Regions from separate parts of the Gossypium hirsutum genome. Here region 2 is linked to region 1. A link is a contact called in public Hi-C data. All regions are on one chromosome and are shown on one strand. Each heading gives the region's core, a stretch centred on a gene start, on an enhancer-like site or on the middle of the called end of the contact. The rest is flanking DNA. Distances are from core to core; before and after follow the strand shown.

Region 1 (3,331 bases), core at 327-2,826:
CGGCATATTCTAACTTTTTTTAATATTGTCAATTGGTATTAGCTTAATTAATATAATTATATTGCAACAATTTAAATTTCATAAATTCAAGCATGCTTTAGCATATAATACCTTTCAATTTAAGAGTTTTAAAGGATATGGATAATTTAGAAATTGTATCAATTTTTTTAAATATTTTATAATTTGCATGGTATAAATTACACATTAATTAGTGAGTCAACTATATATTTTAAGCTCAACAATTTTCGATAATTTTTTTAAATTAGATAGATTATTTAATAAATAAATCATAAATAAGTTAATTGAGTCTTAATTTGATTGACATAAGTATTGTTGTCAATATAGGAGCACGTGAGTTTGAGTGTGTTGAAGCGCATTATCCTCCTATTTATGGATTAAGAAGGGGTCAGGTATTGTGTCAAAAATAGCAAGATATAATAAAAAACTATAACTATTGACTATGATTAAAATATTAGTGAAAAAATTCAATAATAATATTGGAAATAGAATAGTAATTGACTTTGGGAGTTACTTTGTGAATAAAATTATTGGTAAGAAAATATTAAATGATTTCAAGTTGACATGTGAGTAACGATTTAGACTCCATTGCAATGCCCCATTTATTTTTCTAATAAAAGGAAATACAACACATATTAAAGCAAAAACCCAATAAAAAAATCAATATATATTAGATTTTGTATTCAATAATTAAATTATAGATTAAGTGGTAAAGTAGTTATAAATAAACCTTTGTTAGTATCAAGTTTAATTCTTAGATATTTAATTTTTATTTGTTTTATTTGAATATTTCATATAAAAATAATAAAAAATTATTAAAATTGATTTTTAAATAATTTCACTTATTAAATTGGTATGGTATAGTACAGATAAACTGAAAACTTGACACCATGTGAAATGCAACAAAATAAAAAATAAAATTTTATATAAAAATAATATTAAAAGAATATAAATTTAACATTAGTTTACAAATAGTTTTAATTTAGTTTTTTTTTTGATTGAATTAGTTTGAATTTATTGTAATAGAGATAATGGTTAAATTTTAAAAAATATTTTTTTAATTTGGTTGAAGTATAAGATTAATTTTTTAATAATTGCAATGAATAAAAAAAGATTTATAAAGAAAAGAAGAAAGTAGATGTAAATTGAAAACAGGAGTGGAGTCTGAAACACTGAAGTCTGAGCTATATAAGCTATGTGGCGTGGCTTCTATGGGGAAATGGGAAAAGCCATATTTAGCCTTCAAGTGTCTGACTTTCTGACTCCCTTTGATACTGTATCTGAATCCGTACATCTGAGCTGAGCCGAGCTGCACAACAACAGCAAAGCAAACAAAATACCCCTATCATCTTTAAACGCTGAAATGGTGCGGTCTCTTTCAACTCACCAAAAAGCAAAAGAGAGACTCTAATAAGCACACAAAAAATAATAAATAGTACAGAAAAGTGAATATAAAAATGGTGAAAAAAGTTGAAAACCTTGATGTGATATTAAGTAATAAAGAAATGGGTAATAAATATGGGGTGGGAAGAAGAATACTTTTTTAATTAATTAATTATGTTGTTGGAAGGGTGGCTTTCTGATGTAGGAGTTTGTTTGCTTTTGAGCCTGAAAACCTTCCCCACTAGATGATGAGATAATCATGTACCGCAAAACCTCAGTTTCAAATGCTGGACTCCAAACTGAGTATAGGGAGAAAGGGGGGCCAGTGAGTGTTAAAAAAAGGGAAAAAAAAAGTTTCAAATGCTGGACTCCAAACTGAGTATAGGGAGAAAGGGCGGCCAGTGAGTGTTAAAAAAGGAAAAAAAAAAAAAAGAAACAAGTTAATATCTTCTCTCTCTCTTTATCCAAAGTCTGATGATTGATTCCAGTTGGGTTACCGCACAAACCAACTGGGTTAAAGTCCAAAATTTTGGTTTCAAGATTAGATTTTTTTAAAATAAATAAAAAAGTTGCAGTCTTGATTCCTTTTGATCTAAAGCCTTTGAGAGTAGGTTGAGTAAGCTTGGTATAGAAAGAAAAAAAAAGAGAGAGGCTATTTTTTACTTCATTAAATGATTCCCTCACTGGTTGCCCAAAACAAGCGCTGGGTTGGGTTCTGGTTGTTTTGTTTTGGCATGGTTGCTGATCCTGTCTTGGGTGTTGTTTCGAAAACAAGGTAAGGTTTTTGATGGGAGAATGAAAAGAAAAGGAAAATATTTTAAGTGTTTGAACTATAAAGTGGATGGTAAAGAGAGAAAGCAAAGAGTTTGGAGTTTGGACCACTTTGCTTTCTTGGTATGGTAGATAGATGGAGCTTTTTTTTTGTCAAGAAGTGAGGTGGTGAGCTATGGTACTTGGTTAGGTGAAGAATTATTCAGGGTTTCGTTTTGGGAAAGTTTAAATCTGCAGTGGAATTTGTGATCTTTGGGGGTCACCTTGGAGGTTTTACTTTCATGAGTTGTTCTTCTGGAACTGGGAATTTTGTGAAGCTCTCAGGGCTCCTCGGGGAAATACATAGATGTGCTTTAGTCAAGATGTCTATGAACGGCAAATTTCCCGCTTCTACTTGTAGATTGCCAGCAAATTCCAGGCTAAAAAAGGCTAAGGAGATTATGCATCGATCCAATTCTTTCAAGAAATGGAACAGATACCTTATCTTCCTCTGGCTTTTAGGCTTCTTTTCTGTTGGGTTTATTTGGTTCTTGACAAGTTTCAATGGCGTACCCTCGGAGGGGACTGAGAAAATTCCCCCTTCTTGTGAAGACAACGCAAGAATCTTGCTCCAACATTTCAATGTTAGCAAGAACCAGCTTCATGCTTTAGCTTCTTTCTTCTACGAATCAGATCAGGTAAATTTGCACCTTTTTTTGGCTTAAGTTGTTTGGTTTGTAGCTGGAATTGGTATATATTGACAAAACTGTTTCTTTTACAAGACTCTTGTTTTGGTTTATGAACCATTAAGGCTGATTTGGCCAACATAAACAAGATACAGTCAAATTTGGTCTTGTTCTATTGGAATTTCCGTTTGCAGAAGATGATGCAGATTCAAAATATTGTTGATTGGTTTTTCCCAATTTCAATTGTAGTTGCACTAGAAATAATTGCAAACATGAATCTGATTATGGTATTATGATATATGATATGATAACCTATTTTCTTGTCTTGTTATCCTTTCCTTTGGTTCCATGTCTAATTGCATTAATGGTTCTGAAAACGAGTGCAGTCATCCTCAACCTGGAACATATTGAATGGAGTAAGCTTTGCATTGTTCACTTTTTTTCCATTTCATTTGCAATTACATTAATCTGAATTTTGAAACCTGTCCTTTTAT
Region 2 (3,331 bases), core at 509-3,008, 230 kb after region 1:
AGGTAAAGGCTGAGAACTATCCCCTGGCTCAATCAGGCGAGGTGTTTGGATATGTGCACCCAATGATTTGTCTTCAAATATGAGATCAGTTATAAATCAAGCAACTTTTGCTTCATCAGATTAGACAAGTCATAAATGATTAAGATGATTTTCTTACCTTTGATAACAGTTGGAGATGCGTTATCTAGTCTCTCTTCAACGACTGATACAACAAAGCCAACAGCTACGGGTGGGTTCAGCGGCTTTGCATGATCATGCTGACCAAAATAAACAGTGTCGACCATTTTCCCATCATGTGAATATTCCAATTGCTTTTTCACTTGGCAGTTTGGATGTGTACATCTGTAATAACTTCGAACAAATTCATTTCCTTTAACAAGTTTCTGCCCGTATTTACGCCAGTTATACCCATCCTCTGAGGCTTTCTCACGTACAATGGGACTGCTCCCATCAATACCAGGCGATGGAGAGGGAGTCAGCGATTGTTTCTTGGATGTCATAGAGTAAGCATTTCCTTGTTGCTGTGACTGTGAAGCATGGATCACAGAAATAGGAAGTGGATTTTCCTCTGATATAAGTGCAAGGGTTCCTCTCCCTTCATCAGATTGTGATGACTGAATTTTACTATCAGAGGTCTGTTGCAATGCATGACTTCCAGCATCTGGGCTCTGTACTTTATCCGTACCAACTTCATCCGTTACACACTCCCCTAAAGAAACCATCTGAAGTAAAGAACCTCTTTATCACTTTAGTTACCATTAAAAAGGGCCTTGTATATATACTAAAACAGCATTGTGCCCATGACTTTATAGATATAATAAAAAACCAGCTGAAGAACAGCTAGCCACCTTATTAATCATTAGCATTCAATTGCTTAGACGTTTAGAGAATAACCATATCATATATCGCATCAACTCGTGACTGGGCTTCCTCAGTTAAGAATTTCACAATTAACCAAAACCTTTGCAGAAAACTTATGCATTTCAAGTTCTCTGTTTTTCTTTTTTTTTTTGGTCGGTCTTACTTATGTAGAGCATGACGGGAAATAATTCCGAATGCCAAACTAACAATTCCTAATTAAACTACTAAAGAAACGATGAAATTTATGAGGTTAATTTAATATAATATTAATTCGAAAGTTGCTTCATTTATTCACCTGAAAAAATAAATTAAACTGCTCAACTTGCTTATATGGTTTGATATGGTTAATTTAATATAAGACTAATTAGAAAGTTCCAAGTTAATTGAATGAGTATAGTTTTGCAAACTTTGTCGCTCAAATACTACGGGGTTTCTCAGCAACCAAACACAGAGTAGAAACAAATTAAGAGCTAAAATCCCAGAAATACGGCAGCAAACGAAATTAAATTCATTCCATAACAAATAAATTAGGTGGGAGAGGGAGAGAAAGTTAAAACTGAAGGAAATAAAGAGAAAAAAAAAAAAGGAAAGTTACCTAGCTATGCAAGTGTGGATGAGAGCATCAAGAAACCCTAACCGTATATCAGGCGGAAAGAGCGTGATTAGAAGAGTCGATGAGAGGCGTAGATCACGCCGGAGATGGTGGTTGGAGTCGGAAAGTGAAAATCGGGGAAGTAAGTAGAGTCAGAGTGGGGGAAATAGCGATTCAGGTTGTTAAAGTCTAATCCCAATAAAATAATTTAAAAAAATAAAGGAAAGAAAGAAAAGGCAAGTTAAGAAGAGGTTGGGGGGAAAAATAGAATACATGCAGTAACACTCATTCGTGTATGTATCTGCCTTTCCCTTTTTTTTTCTTGAGACGCTGTTATTGCTTGCTTTTCTTTATTTTAGTCAATGCCGCTTGCTCGAATTAATATGTAAGGATAACTTTTTATTTTATTTAATTTTAACATTAATATATTTTTATATTTATTTATAATCCATATTATCTGTCTATAATATATAGACAAATTTTTTAACTAAATAATGTAATATTTTTTGTTTATTATATTATCGAGCTAATTTTCTTATCCAGCAATGCATATGTTCAATTATATGTATCAATTAAAATATATTAAAATTATTTTATAACTTTATATAAATTTAAATTTATGATTGATATTATAAATAAAATTAAGTCATTTATAATTTTATATATTTTTAATTTAATATTTTATTCGATAAAAAATAACATCTTAAATTAATATGCATACCCCTTAAATAATAATAATAATTTAAAACACTATTTTTTATCAAATAAAAATATCAAATTAAAAAATATATAAAAATTATAGATTTATTTATAATGTCAATCATAAAATAAAAATTATACAATATATTTTAATTAATACAAATTTAAAAATTTTAAAAATTTGTATTCGCATTTTATTTTTATGATATTTGACAATTTTATAAGTTTATACGTGTTAATATGAAAATCTTAAATTTTAAAAGAAATTTTTAAAAGCTCGAACAGGTAAAAAACTTGAGACTTTAAAAATAAAAAAATTGGTGAATTGAGACTTTAAAATTTTAAATCCTATTAGGAAAAATATTTATATCTGAGATGTTTTAAATTTTTTTAAATCTATTAACGGTAAACGTATGAAAAATAATATTGGTTACACTAATATTTAAAATTTTATTACCATTCTTTTACAGATTTTAACATAATATTGACATTTTTAAAAATTATAAAAAATTTAGATAAAAGTCTAAAATAAAATTGTACAAATAATATTTACAACAATCAATAGTAGTTTAAAAATGAAAAAACTTTTAAAATAATAAAAAAACATTAAACCATATCAATTCTAGTACTAAAACTTTTAAAACTTTTAAACTAATAGTTTAAAAAATATTTGAAAATTGCTTGAATACTCGTTACTAATTTAAAACATGTCAATTCTAATATTAGAAAGTTTTTAAAAAGTTTATCTATATATATAATATAAATAGTTCTTAAATTTCCTATTTTATTTATAAAAGTGTAATAACTTTTTTAAACATATATATTTAATTTAAATTTATAAATTTGAATGTTTAAAAAATAATTCAATTGTTTAAAAGGTATTGAAAATTGTTAAAATTTTCAATTTTAAAATATGTTAATATTTAATTTTCAATATTACAAAACAAATAATTAAATGATTTAAAAAATTCCTGAAAAATTAAATTAAATTTAAATATTTAAATTTCCTGTATTATATTAAATTTTAATTTATGTATCTTTTAATTTTTCAAATTTAAACAATTTCAAATTTTAATTATGTATTTAAATTTTAACATAAAATATAATATATTTAAATTAATACATACAACTTCTTTCGTCGCCCGAGTAAAAAAACACACACATGTATATATACATACG

Evidence for each region. A called contact is a pair of places that touch in the nucleus more often than the background predicts.
Region 2: a Hi-C map of leaf shows a contact between it and region 1, with 2.5 times the contacts expected there. The contact joins the promoter of LOC107954934 here to the promoter of LOC107954738 in region 1. A contact is called at or near these places in 9 of 34 Hi-C or Micro-C datasets (anther, callus, hypocotyl and 1 more).

Annotation. Positions count from the first base shown.
Region 1 is chrD07:36,003,216-36,006,546 of Gossypium_hirsutum_v2.1, forward strand. It overlaps LOC107954738 (histidine kinase 2), which reads left to right and starts at 1,577. Exons shown (of 15, transcript XM_041096574.1): 1 at 1,577-2,849. The coding sequence starts at 2,454.
Region 2 is chrD07:36,236,210-36,239,540 of Gossypium_hirsutum_v2.1, forward strand. LOC107954934 (WRKY transcription factor 1) reads right to left here and starts at 1,759. Exons shown (of 5, transcript XM_016890628.2): 1 at 1,457-1,759; 2 at 158-722; 3 at 1-71. The coding sequence starts at 722.